Regions from separate parts of the Rattus norvegicus genome. Here regions 1 and 2 are each linked to region 3. The links are chromatin contacts, called in public Hi-C maps. All regions are on one chromosome and are shown on one strand. Each heading gives the region's core, a stretch centred on a gene start, on an enhancer-like site or on the middle of the called end of the contact. The rest is flanking DNA. Distances are from core to core; before and after follow the strand shown. Region 1 overlaps Zfp608 (zinc finger protein 608). Region 2 has its middle 620 kb from the start of Zfp608. Region 3 has its middle 210 kb from the start of Zfp608.

Region 1 (4,571 bases), core at 847-3,346, 300 kb before region 3:
AATTGTTTGCTTTTTTGCCCTTTTCTTTATCCCCCAAACTTTTCTTGTCAATCAGTCCTTCCGCTTCCAGTTTGGGCATTTCCGCAGCTAGACTGCCGTCTGCTGCTGAACAAATGTCTACGGTGGCTGTCATGTTGGAGATGACCGGAAGGTTGCTCAGTTCATTGTTAAGGCCCCTCTTCTTGCCAGAATTCTTCCCAGTTTTTGAACCTATAATAGGACCTGGGCCATTGCTCACATGCTCTCTCTTTCCCTTGGGTGTCCCAGGGGGGTTCCCAGCCCCGGGGGACCCAGGTGCCTTCACCTGGTCATAAGATGACACACTTGTGCTTGGCTCGTTGCAATCAAGGGCCACGTTACTCAAGGCTTCTTCACAGTCTGAGATCTTGTCCTCGCTATCAGGCTCGAACTCTAGCTTGTTTTCTGGGTCTAAGTGCGCATGTGCCTGGTGGTACCTCAGGCCGTTTATGTGCTTGTACTTTTTGTTGCAGTTTGGGTGGGGACAGTCAATTAACACTGGAGAGGAGCAGCCTTGGTCCAAAAAAGTAGTCTCTGGCTTCCCCTGAGGGGTGGTAGGGGTGCTTCTGGAATTCGTGCGCACTCTCTTCCCGGGCTTACTGTCCTCAGAGCTCGAGTTCAGATCCAGCTCCATTGGGGGCTTGTTCTTCCTTTTGTTGGTTGAGGAAGGGCTGGCTTTTACGTCCTCTGCAGCACAGTTTGGGGGTGTTCTTCGTCCGCTGGCGTTGAGGCTGCCACGCCTCCCTTTCCCATTGGCTCCCCCTCTGTTCTTGCTCTGCAGCCCTCTGGACTCTGTGAAGCTGACCTCGGCACCGGGGGCAGCCGCAGCGGATCTCGCTCTCTTTCCTCTGCCCCGGCCCCCTCGCATCTCCAGGTCACTTGTCGGTGATTCGCAAAACCTAGAGAAGCAAGTAACGGGTGTCATAATGAGCATCTCCGAAAGAGACAGGTAGGCTCTCAGGGAACAAGGTAGCAAAGAGCACCCATTGCCTTGGCAGCTTGATGGTGAGGTGCAGTCAAGGGAAGGACAGTCTCTGTTTGTACTGATACAACAGCCCACCTTGAGAATTATATTCACCCACAGAGAATCAAAGGAAAGCAGCTCAAAGAGCTGGCTTTCAATCAGTTCAAATTCCCATTTAAAAGGAAAAAAAAAAAGGAGAAGAAGAAAACAAAGGAGAGAGGGAAGTGAGAGGATGAGAGATCTGATAGAAAAGAGAGCTAGCATCTGGGTTTTACTGGCTCAGGGCTGAATGGCTCATTTCTCCTTTGCCTGGTTTCAATTACAGGAAGAGTTTTATATATTATTAATTTCTTTCTATGGTTTCCATGCAGAAACGGGAAGGGAGGAGCAGAGGAAGGAGCAAGGAAAAAAGGCACCTACCTGGGAGGGGCCCAGTCATGCTTGGTGCAGTCTAGGAGGGTCCCCACGTACGTTTTGTTCCTCCACGTGACATTGACCACTAGGACACCTGGAGGGGAGAGCGGAGGAGGGTCAATGGGGTCACATTTATCACTTATTACTTGATTTCCACTTCATTCATTGATATTATTTTTACCAGCCAAGTTCTATTCTCACTTGGCTTTCAAAAGCTGCGGTTTGCAACCTTCCTCTTTCTGGTTTCAGTGACCTCAAGTTAAAACCCACAGGAAATATGCCCCTCCCCCTCTGTGTGTGTGTGTTTGTGCGTGCGTGCACGCTCGCGCACGCACGCTCAGGAGTGTGGGGCAAAGGGTGAGAGTGTGTGAGGGTGTGATCAAGATATTGCTGACAGAAGGAAATGGTTTTTGCCTTGTCCTGCTGTAAAACAGTAACATTCACCTCTTAATTTTTCTATTATTACACATAATTGCTTTCGTTTGGCAGGCAGCCAACATAAACTAAGCCCGAGTTACCAGTGCTTAAGCCAGAGGATGACTAAAAGGAATCTGGTTTCCAATTCAATCATATAAAACAATGCTAACTTTTTTTTATTAAGAGGGAAAAAAAGCCTTGCAGATACGTAAAAATAGGCACGGAGGAATGAGTGGGGCCTTGGGGCAGCTGGGATTTCTTCTTGACCCGCCCCTCCTTGCCTGTGTGAGACAATAATCAACCTCAGAGAGGGCTCTGTGTCAATGCTTGGTCTCGTCTCAGAGGCTCTTAAAATAGCTCTCTTAAGAAAATAAATGTGCACAATACATCTGCTCTTGGGGTTATCTTCAGTCAACTTTGGTAAGCATTTGCTACAGAGGATTAGAGAACTCAAAAAAAAAAAAATCAACACACGTGTTTCCTTCCAGCTACCCTGCTTTTTCCTCTGCTGCTCTGCAGACAGACACTTTAATTGAGAGCTGCATCTGTGAATTACTAAACTTAAGTGCGCTTAGTATGCCAAATGTCACTGGGAAACAACATCTAACACGAGGCTGGTTCTCTTGGGGAAAAGTGCCATTTAAAACAAAACAAAACAAAACAAAAAAAATCACATCCTTCAAGCATATTTGTAAAGAAACTATGTTCGGAGACGTACAAAAGAGTAGGGTAAATAAATGAAACATTTTTAAGGGAGCCTTTGTTTCTTTTAGTGCCTACACTTCCGCCCTCGGAGACCGTTCCTCCAAGTCTTTCCTGGGAGGCTTGCTCTCTTATAACTATCTGCCATTTTAGGAACCACATAAAGCTACGGGACTCTCTTTACTGGGGAATCTTTAAATAGAAGATAAAATATCTGAATGATCAGGGCTCAACTACTGGATAATGGAAAATTTTCTCCCCAAAATCTCAAAAGGAGATTCTTAAATTGTTTTCCATATGGTCGGGATTGTATTAGTTATATAGCAGCTAAATTTATTCACTATAAATTCCACCTACTATTGTAGCAATAGCCTAGCTGGGGGTGGGGAGGGGAGCTAGGAAGAATCGCCTCAAATCATGCTTGATTCCTTTGTGATTCTCCCATAGGGGGTGGGGGTGGAGTTTAACCATTGAGTATGGAAAAAAAAATCCCACTGCAATGAGAATCAATGGTAATTAGGCATTCGGTCAAAAACTGCACAAGACAGAACAATCGGAAAGGAGTCTTTATGAGCACGTCCCTTCAGGAAAGAGGGGTGGGGCATGGAAGAGAGGGGCAGACTGGGCTGGCTTTCTCATCATCTGCTCTCTGGGGCACTGTGTGTGGTGTCAGAGACCTCTGCAGCTGCTTAAAATTCTTTAGCATGTCAGCTATATTTACAGTGCAGGAATGTATCTGTATTGCCAGAAGGTTACTGCATTTTAGCTTCAGAGGCAATAGGCTGAAATCACTCCGTTCCAGAGTCCCTGATGTAGCACAAATGTATAATTAAAATTGCTTGAAAGGAAACATGAAAGAAACAACAAACCCTCCATTCTTGCAGTAATAAAATTAAAAACAGGAAAAGTCTGCACAGACACTTAACATTTGTCTGCAGTGAAAGGCTTTTGTTACTGCTTTTCCCCAAAGGGTTTCGCGTTTCCAGCAAATGCGGGCTGCCGATTGGCCCGTGCCTGCAGCGAACGCTTGCGTCTGATTGGCTGGCCTGATGCAGCCCGAACACAGGAAGACAAGGCAAGGAGAAAGGGCTGGGCAAGGGGAAGGATGCTCCCCATGGCGGGGAAGCAGAAGCGTTGCCAGAGCCCCTCACCAAAGCCCTGGAAGCTGGAAGCAGGCTCCCCATCCCCGCCCCCACAATGATCCCTACCATACAGCCAAGAGGCCAAGCACGCAGTACCCAAATCTGCGGCCTCAAGCCAGGCGAGGGTAATTGGGCCAGAGAAAAGGAAGGGACCTAACAACACAGGCCATCAATCAGTGGTTATCTTGGGCCGCAGGTTGAAACGGTCACAAAGGATGAACTGCAGTTGCAACTTCCTCATGAAAACAGTTCACACCTGCTACTGCCTAGAAGCCACGTGGGCCACGTTGTTGTCTGTACCAAGAGTAGTACAATTCTGTAAAGAAAAGCCTACTTTGAACTCCAGGAAGCCTAAGTAAGTCACCCTAGGTTTTTTCCCCCCTTAAAAGCAGTCTGAATTTAAAATGCTCAAAACAAATGCTCCACTCCCAGGGAGAGTTGTTGTTCAAATAGTCTTCTCAAGCAGTGCTAATTAGATTCATGGGCCTGTGGTGTACAAGGCTCTTCACGGTGCCACCATAGACAGTTGTGGCTCTGTGTTGGAGGAGAGGTTAAACAATGTTCCTCTAGGAACTGCAATGCACTGCTGTTATTGTTGTTGTTTTGGGTCTCTGTTGGCGTCGTTTTGTTTTGGGGGGGATAGGAGACCTACATTTAGAAAACATGCCATTCTGAAGGTCCAAATAAGAGGTTTAACTCTGAAATGTGGAAAATGATGGCGATGATGGCACAGACATTTATTTCTAGGGAGAGAAAAATGGATCTTTGTGAGCTGGAAGCTAGCCTGGTCTACATAGCAAGTTGCCAGCCTGATCTACATACCAAGTTCCAAGCCAGTTAGGGCTGCATCGTGAGACCCTCTCTCAATCAATAAGTCAAGCATATATATTATTTTGGTGAAATTACAAATTTCA
Region 2 (4,605 bases), core at 1,771-4,270, 420 kb after region 3:
AGATGTTCCTCATGATGTCGCACGAGGGACTTCAGTCTGCTAATACAGCCAGGACTTTACCTGGAGCTACCCAAAGTGCTATTGGTGCTTTTCATTTTTTGGTGCATTATTAACTGGTGCAGTTTTAATGCACCAGTGTGGCCTTGGCACAACAAAAACATCTCATAAATTTTTTTTAAATTTTATTTTTATTAGCTATTTTATTCATTTATATTCCAAATGTTATCCCCACTCCCAATTTCCTCCTCACCCCCCCCGGCCCCCTTTCCCTGCCTCCACGAGGGTGCTTCCCACCCATTCCCACCCTACCACCCTATCATTTCCCTACGCTGGGGCATCAAGCCTTCACAGAACCCAGGGCTTCCCCTCCCGTTGATGCCAGACAAGGCCATCCTCTGCTACATATGCAACTGGAGCCATGGGTCTGTCCATGTGTATGCTTTGGTTGGTCTCATGAAAATTTTCATGTTTACTTACTATAAAACTACCTTAATGTAACTGAGGCCATTTTCCCCCCTACAGAATTTGATCCATGAAGAAATGGTTTTGATTTTTGTTTTTAAAGAACAAATGTAAACCAGGATGAAAGCAGTCAGAATCATTGGGGAGCTACTTTACTGTTCAATTTTTCATTAACCAGGTACACATTTGGGCAAGTCTGGGAAGCAGATGGCAGGTCACTGTTTTAGGGACTGGGACGAATGGTCAGGGGCTGGAAGGAAGGACACTGTGTCCTTATTCTCATGGAGCTTTCCCTCTGAAAGCTGTCAAACTGTCATCCTATTTAGAAGCCTCGGTATTGAGACCAACAACTACTTCCAGTCTAGGGTATAACAATTTTTAGTTTCTCAGTAAAGATTTCATAGCACAAGAAACACTTGATGACTTAGAAGGTTAAATTGGCCATGGAGAATTGGGCCTTGTTCATTGCCTGTACAAAATATTCAGTAGGTCCATGTTTTAAATGCTACTGTAGATTCATTTTTGGAGTTTGGTAAGACTTGGGATCTGGTAGGTCTGAAGGAACTCCAATTTAAAATGAATGGAGACAGATAAAATTCTTACATAAACACATAAATTAGAATTTTCTTTGAAAATGTCACAAAAATCATCTTAGTCGCCAAGTGATTACTCCATAGCAACTGACAGGTTGATTATTTCTCAACTCAGCTATAGAAATATAAATAAATTTGAACTTATTAATAAAAACCTTAAAGGCTCTGGAACCACACTGTATTTTTCCCCTTTTACCCACATTCCCAGAATCAAAGGAAATGGTGTTATTTTTAAAATCTGAAAAAGGTATCTAGAAAGTCTTGGGAATCTGTGTGGATATGGGGCCCATGTCACATCCATCTACAAGTCCATAGTTGAGCATTCACCAACATGATACTGAAGTCGTCGTGAGCTATGGGACTTGCACCAGTCATGTGCTACCCTTCCTGCTGCCTGCTAATCATTAGAAATGACTGTCAGAGCCATGTTGTCGAAAAGAGTAAACGTGTGTTCAACTGAAGTGTAGCCACAGCCTTTTGTAGGTCAAGGTTGATGAGTTAGATAGGGTATATTGACTAGCCCAAGATGTTCTCCATGTGAGGAAGCATAGAATATGCCAGGAAGAAGTTACCTCTGTTCTCCACCAGTACCTCTTCCTACTGGCCACTGGAGAACTGTGAAATAAACAGAGGTGGTCGTCTCCTGAATCAGGCCAATAAGACAGCGATACCGGTGATTAACAGAGGCCATTACCTGTGAGAACTCTTTGGTCAATCCCCTTTGCTGATGGCTTTGCATCGCCTGTTCTTCAGTCTTAATGCCTCTGCAAAAGTAACCATTACCTTTTTGTCAATGCCATCTACATGAGGATAGAAAGGGTCTTAATCAGCTCAAGATTTCCAAACCAATCAGGGGTAGCGTCAGAGCCCAAACCTAGAACCAACTGCGAAGCTTTTGCCCTAGGCCGAAGCTCTCCATTTGCCAGGGCTATGACTGCCAGGCAGGGAATAGAGGTGGTTATAGAGCAGGGAGACTAATTCATCACCCTTTGCCTCGCCAGTTTTCTTTGAGTTTTACAGAAGACTTTTTTTGAGGTAAGCTGGTTATCACCTGCCCAAACACCAGCAGTTTACAATTATTTCTTTATTAAGAAAGTGTTCAGTGTGCAAGTGGTCTCCCTCTGAAAGATGCCAAGGAGAGGCCTTCTCAGGTTTTTGGCAGAGATAGATCTAAACACATGGAAACGAGTTTAAACACTATCATTTATGCATAATTCTTTCTTGGCACCCTTTCATTCTTGACACAGACTTGAAGCCAGAAAACACTTAGTCCTACTTTTCTTACTTGAGAAATAAGCCAGCCTTAAGTGGATCTAATTCCTTCCCAGAAGAGAAACAGCCTTGTCAGGACTTGGTTGTGTATTCTGTGTCGGAAACGCGAAGGATCAAGGATCCCGTTTGCACGCAGCTGCAACAACTCCTCCATGAGCTGGGGCTCAGCCAGAGCTCTGCACCCACGGAGATCTGGAGTCTGGAGTGATGAACAGGCAGATGTTTGTGGCGAGGGTCACAGGCACAATAAATGGCCATCTCTTCACCAGAGTCAGGCAGAGCCTACACACATCATTCATCTAACTGGTTCTATGTTAAACATCACAAAATGAGCACAAAATGACGTGCCGTCCTAATGGAAAGGAAGGGGAGGGGGCGGAGGCCATTTCAGGAAACACAAGAGAGTAAGTAGCTGTAAGACCTTCGAAAAGTCCTGCTCTGGCTGATTTACTGCCAGGAAGCCCTCTTGCTGCAAATAGTTCATAAAGCCTGTGACCTGAGCACTTGCCCACGGGACCACAATAACATTTATCTAGCATAAATTAATGTGTTTCAGCCACTAATTCAATTTGGCTGTCTCATTCTTTTGGCTTTGGCAAAGCTCAGCCTGTGACTCACACGAATGGCTGTGTTTGCTAAGGAGTCACACACCACTAGGAACAAAGAGTGCTATTAGTCGAGTAGCCATAAAAATATACCTCCGGAGCACATTTGAAACTGTGCTAATTGAAACTTCCTCTTTAGAGGAGGCTGATCAGAGCCAGCTGTAGGAGTCAAACAAGAACAGATTTCACCATCGCATTAAAAGCCTAGCGAATTCAGCAAGAGCAGGCTCCGAGAGAAGAGGCATTCCAGGCCGAACAAATGCTCTAATTGGCTCCTGACACTCAGCCGAAGAGTGCTGGTGACCTCAGTCTGGAGAGCTCGGGAAAGAAAACTTCTCCGTGAGTAATATCAGAAAAAATGAACCCTGGAGTGCAGTTCTCAGGGCATGTTCAAGGACCATGTGTGAGAAACCACAAACACAGCACGGACTCAGCGAAGAAGGAAAACTTGGTTCTGGAACAACCTACTCGACTTTGGTAAACTAGCCTTTTGATGACATCCCATTAGTATTAAGAACAAAACCAAAGGATCAAATTCACAGGGAAGAAAACAAGCAAGATCCAAAGAAGAAACCAATCCCTGGAAACCTACCAAGGAAACACAGGCAACATTTAAACATCAAGAGTACTGTTTCCTCCTCCTTGCCCAGTTCACAGTGGGCTCTGCCAAGACACCAGGGCTGGGTTCTACAAATGTTCTACAAATCTGTGGGCTTGCAAAAGAGATGGGGTGGACATAGGTTTTGTTTGTTTTATTTGAGAGAGGTTTACCCATATGTAGAGAAGTAGGCTTTGATGGATAAATGTAAATAATATAAACCACCTAGCAAATATGTGAATTTTATTTAATTTAGGCGAGTGGGTACCTGGAAGTGTTACAAACAAGTTTTGCTTTATGAAACCTTTAGGTAATATATAGATTATGAAAGATTACAGGTCTTTTCCATTTATTTACTTATCAATTTAATGGCATGTCTCATTTTGTAACAGACTCCCCTTGCTTCCTGGAGATACAGGATGGGTGAGGCTATTTTTGTTGAAATAGAAAGAATCATTGTGTTTTATGCTGCAAAGGGCCAAGAGTAACTGAATGCCATGTGAATTACAGTGATTACTCTGGAGGATACAATTACATCTTTCTGAAAAACCAAGAAAGTTAAAAATTTGCTACATTTATGGAATGTGGCAAAAAGCTAAGCTCTTCTTGTGGGTTCTTTTCCCTCTTACTTTTAATAAAAATAAACTAATTCTTCAGGCTTAGAAATATAAAATAAAGCACCGACACAAAAGAAAAGATACATAGAACATCATATAATTCCACCTCTGTTGTATTTTTTTATGCTTGAAAATGGCATCCAGAGTTTAACTGGCTGACACAGTATAGACCATCATGCTTGTGACATACATGAGATTCTGAACTTCTAAGGACATCAAATGTTCCTGTTATCCGACTCCTCCCGCAGGGTCACTCTCTCTGCAGTGTGATTCACATTCCATTGCTCTGTTCCTGGATTCCCTGTATCTTGTTTGTCCAATTGCTGTAGCTGCAGGAATGGCTTCCACTTACTGGCAAAAGGGATTGAGGAGTTTGGAAGTTGCTAGGCTTTTAAAACCTTATTTTCTTTCATCTTTCTTTACTCGTGACTCAGAAAATTGTGCATACTAACAAAGTT
Region 3 (4,376 bases), core at 22-2,521:
ATTTTTAAGTGGGCATACAGAATAATGCAAAACAAAACAAGTGCTTTACAGCAAGAACAAAAGCGCACAGACCCACAGACCCAATACCCTATCTTATTTGAAATTCCTGGAAGCATTCTAGGAAATGAGGTGGTGAATGTTAGTTGCAGACAAGGAAAGTGGGGGCAAAGGGAGGGAGGGAGGTGTTGGGGGAGGTAGAGAGAGTGGGGAAGGGACGGAAGGAGAGAGAAAGAGACAGAGACAGATAGAGATTTGTTAGGTAATTTTTGAGAGGCAGATACACTTCCAGGATATATTTTTTTTTTCTTGGGGGGGGGGATACTTTTTTTCCTCGCTTTTCATCTCCTTCACACACTGGCCGAGGCAAACAAGGTGAACAGATGTGCTCAAAGAATTAACTCTGGCCCAGGGAACATGGGGAGGAAATATTTCCTTTGAAATAGCCACCTTTAAATTCCATTAGTTCAATCTGATAGAGAGGGATCTGGGCAAGGAAATGATTTAAGCAGCCAGGCTGTTTGTCCAGACACGGAGCCCTTTTGTCATATGAAAAACCTGAAGACAAATTGAATATTTCTCCCATAAACTGGCAAGAGTTTAACATCCTGGCTTGAAGGAGACAACCACATTTGTTTTACTGTTAATAAATTCACCTAAGTAAGGATTTTTCTTTCGCCACTAAGTCCCCTGCCCCCTCCCCACTCGTTCAGAACAGCTCCACAGTCGCCACGTCTGTGTAAAACCAACTCTCCCCACGGAAAAAGCTGCATAACCAGTCAAAGAACAAGGCTGTGGGATTAGCACATTATGAAGAATAAAGAGAGGCCTTCAGCTTGCTGTCATGTGCGATATTTATCACATTCTTCATGACTGGCTCTAATAACAGCACCGAGATAGAACAAGCTTGATGAATTTTACAAGCACAAGTCTAAGGAATCCAGGAGACCAAACCCACTTCACTTGCAGATTTTATTAGTCTTTAAAAAAAAAAGTATGTGTGTGTGTGTGTGTGTGTGTGTGTGTGTGTGTAGGGGTGGGGGGCCTATTGCTACAAAAGTAGGCTTGGATTTTGTCTGTTATGCTAATGTATTCATAGAAGAAGCTGGTGCTGAAGGCGGGTCTCCAATTAAGACAAATGAGTCACATTGAATTTCTCCCCCAGGGCACAGCAGGGGTGCTGGCAAAATCTACTTTATTCTTTGCTGTCAGGACTGAACTCGAAACAAAAGCATGAAAATTCAACACATCCACTTACAGAATAATAAAGGCTGTTGTTTAAAGCGTGAAGAGTTTTGGCACCCTTCTGGGGCCGGCTGCAGATCGTTCTTCCTCTCTATGGCTAGCACGCCATCGCTCTTGGAAATTAAAGATGTACTTGGTCGGTTAACAGCTGAGAGGAAAGCAGCCTGAAACTCAATTAGATTTTGTATTAAGCAAATAAATCAGGACTGACTGATATTGGCTAAACGAAAATGCATTACGGGCTGACAGTAATTCTAATTTGATTGACAAATATACGTGTTGTGTTATTAAGCTAAATGAATGATAAGAATCCTTTTCTTTTTTTTTTTAAGTTTGAGAATTTTGTTCTAGCAAACAATTCTTCTCTTTGAACTTGGGAGGAACAGAAAACAGACCCCATCTACCACTTGGTATTGCTTCTCTTCTGCCCTGGAACACAAGGAATCTGTTTTCTGTTCCTGGCAAAGAGTTGGAGACAAAATGAGTTTGCTGAAAGTCATTTGTTTTCATCCAGCTAGAGTTAGGGCAAGGTAACTTACTAATCGGCACACTATTTGCCTGCCGGAATGGAGCACAGCCAAGACACCTTTTATTAGTCACTTGGAAAGCAGGGAGCTGCACAGGCCTCCTTGTGTCTTCAGGGCTCTGAGGCACACAGAGCTTTTCTGCATGAGAGCACTTTGAGGTTCAAGTTTAAGAATGAAGATTTCAACCAAATTTTCTAAAGCCTTGTGGCAGGTGTGTGTGTGTGTGTGTGTGCGTGTGTGTGTGTGTGTGTGTGTGTGTGTGTGTGTGTGTGTTTGTGTTTGAGAGAGAGAGAGAGACAGAGACATGCAGAGACACACAGAGAGAAAGAGACAGAGTAGGATTTATAAAGACAGGGTGGGGTGTGTAAAGACAGGGTGAGGTATGTAAAGACAGGGTGGTGTGTGTGTGTGTGTGTGTGTGTGTGTGTGTGCTTGTGTGTGTGAGAGAGAGAAAGACAGACACAGAGAGACAGAGAGAGAAATGATGGTGTGTGTATGTGTGTGTGTGTTTGTGTGTGTGTGTGTGTGTGCATGTGCACATGTGTATGTGTATGTTTAAACTACTACTTCAAAGTGCAAAGGTGCTATTGTGTAGTGGATAAGCAAGAGTAGAGTTTGGAGAGTTTGTTATGTTATATAATGTATTTTTTTTTCTTTGTTGTTAACATTTCCAACCTAATATGGAGAACAGGAGAGGGAATCTGGTCAGGCAGTTCAGGGCAGGGATGTTGAAGGCAGCAGATCTGCCTCTCCTCTTGTTTTTGTTAGACGTTGGAAATATTCTTGGTTCTGTCCTGCCCAGAGAGACTGCACTACCTACTCTGGCTTCTTGCCCCCTTCCTTTTCTTTTCTCACCACCCAGAGCTGCTCCCCTGCACGAAAGATATAGCAGAGGCATCACTGCACCCAAGAAGTCAGCAGAGCCCTTATGGATAGGCTGACTAGACTGACTCAGCTCTCTGTGCCTCAGCCCAGATTCTGCCTTAAGCCCTTTAGAAAGTCCAGAATCAGACAGTTAGATGGCAACCCTTCTATCGGGCCCGCCCTTGCTATGCAGGAGCTCTGTTTTGCTTGATTTCTCTTAAGCTCTCTTCTGTAGATTTATAATAATTTTCCCTCTTTGTCTGTGAAACTCATCCTTTGGGTTCAAGGGACAAGGAACTCAGAAGTCACTGGTCTTAATGACTTGAGTAGCTGTTGATGTCTGGAACCTTAGTTCCCAGAGTGATGTTCCCCTGAGAGAAAGCTTCCATCACTCTTATTAAGGAACCTCTAATTTGTCTGTATCACTTACAGACCTGTGCGTCATCACATTCAGCACAGTGATAGACTCCTAAACACCAACCTTTCCTTTGTAATATTTTCCATTCTCTTCATCTTTTCCTTTTACCTACCAGATTAATGGTTCGTCATTTCCTTCCTTCCTTCCTTCCTTCCTTCCTTCCTTCCTTCCTTCCTTCCTCCCTTCCTCCCTTCCTCCTCCTTCCTTCCTTCCACCCTTCCTATCTTCCTTCCTTCCTTTTTTCTTTCTTTCTCCCTGCCTTCCTTTCTTCCTTCTTTTCTTCCTTTCTTCCCTCTCCTCCTCATCATTCTCCTCTCGCTCTCTGTGTCCATGGTGTACACATGTTTGTGTAGGTATTGTTCCGGTTGTGTGTGTATGAGCATGTACAAGTCAATGTCCAGGATCTTCCTCTGCTATCTTGTCATGAGCCAGGATCTCTCAGTGACCAGAGAGTTCATTGTTTCAGTTTTAGTCTGACTAGTCAGCCAGTCCTGGGAAAACTGTCTCACTGTCTCCTCCCAGCACAGTGCTGCTGTGTCAAGTTTTTATGTGAGCGCTGGTAACCCAGACTCAGGTTCTCACACATGCACAGCCAGCAGTTTACCACAGAAGCCGTCTGCCCAGATGTTCACCATTACCTTCCAATGGTCGTCCCATTCCCACTGCCCCCTACATTTCCTTCCTGGTTCCACTTGCCACATTTTGCTCTGGAGGGATGCCAGGAATTGTCTTTCTTCCCCTAGAGACCTACCCATTGGCTACACCTCACGGGAAATCCCCTCTGCCTTTGCTAGACACCTTCACCTCAGTCTGTTTTTCATCCAGCCTATGTGGGAGTCAGCTAAGGCTCTTGGCCAAAATAACTTCCCTTGATACCCAGTTCCTAATATTCCTCCACATACCAATCCACAATAGGGTTCACTGACATGGAGAGAAAGGAGGGGCATGGCAGAATGAGGCTTCATGCACATCTATGAGCAGTTTCGTCCATTCTGAGAAGAAACTCTACTGCAAGCCTTTGAAGAATTTGCTGTTTCATGTCTTTCTGCTCTTCTGTCCCTCCCCCTAGCCCTCCATCGCTGCCCATTGCTCCTTGGGTTTTGGTCTCTCTCTTTCTAAGCGCTCTTATCTGATAGGACATTCTCTGTCATGTACTGTGGGCATAGAAAAACTTTGTTCTGTGACATTGATAGTGTTAAGGTCAAACTATCCCAAAACATGGCTCCTCGGTTTACTGGAGATTTTCAGCTGAAATAATTTGATAAACAAGATGGATAGGGAGTTATGGGGATCTTGCCCTTGCTTCCCATCTCGGGATCTCTGTC

The links. A called contact is a pair of places that touch in the nucleus more often than the background predicts.
Region 1: a Hi-C map of the A7r5 cell line shows a contact between it and region 3, with 2.7 times the contacts expected there. The contact joins two enhancer-like sites. A contact is called at or near these places in 3 of 12 Hi-C or Micro-C datasets (the A7r5 cell line, mammary epithelial cells and psoas muscle).
Region 2: a contact with region 3 is called in a Hi-C map of the A7r5 cell line, with 6 times the contacts expected there. The contact joins two enhancer-like sites. A contact is called at or near these places in 2 of 12 Hi-C or Micro-C datasets (the A7r5 cell line and mammary epithelial cells).

What each region holds. Positions count from the first base shown.
Region 1 is chr18:50,513,710-50,518,280 of GRCr8, forward strand. Zfp608 (zinc finger protein 608) reads right to left here. Exons shown (of 10, transcript NM_001107378.2): 4 at 1,403-1,490; 5 at 1-917. Among named protein-coding and RNA genes, the nearest start is that of Rpl15l3, 46 kb to the left of the region's middle. Within about 2 kb of position 2,097, at least 45 of the 93 cell types and tissues checked have an H3K27ac peak or open chromatin away from gene starts, as enhancers often do. A contact at or near this core is called in the A7r5 cell line, where this site is marked.
Region 2 is chr18:51,230,636-51,235,240 of GRCr8, forward strand. No RefSeq gene overlaps it. Among named protein-coding and RNA genes, the nearest start is that of Zfp608, 620 kb to the left of the region's middle. Within about 2 kb of position 3,021, at least 68 of the 93 cell types and tissues checked have an H3K27ac peak or open chromatin away from gene starts, as enhancers often do. A contact at or near this core is called in the A7r5 cell line, where this site is marked.
Region 3 is chr18:50,813,195-50,817,570 of GRCr8, forward strand. No RefSeq gene overlaps it. Among named protein-coding and RNA genes, the nearest start is that of Zfp608, 210 kb to the left of the region's middle. Within about 2 kb of position 1,272, at least 37 of the 93 cell types and tissues checked have an H3K27ac peak or open chromatin away from gene starts, as enhancers often do. A contact at or near this core is called in the A7r5 cell line, where this site is marked.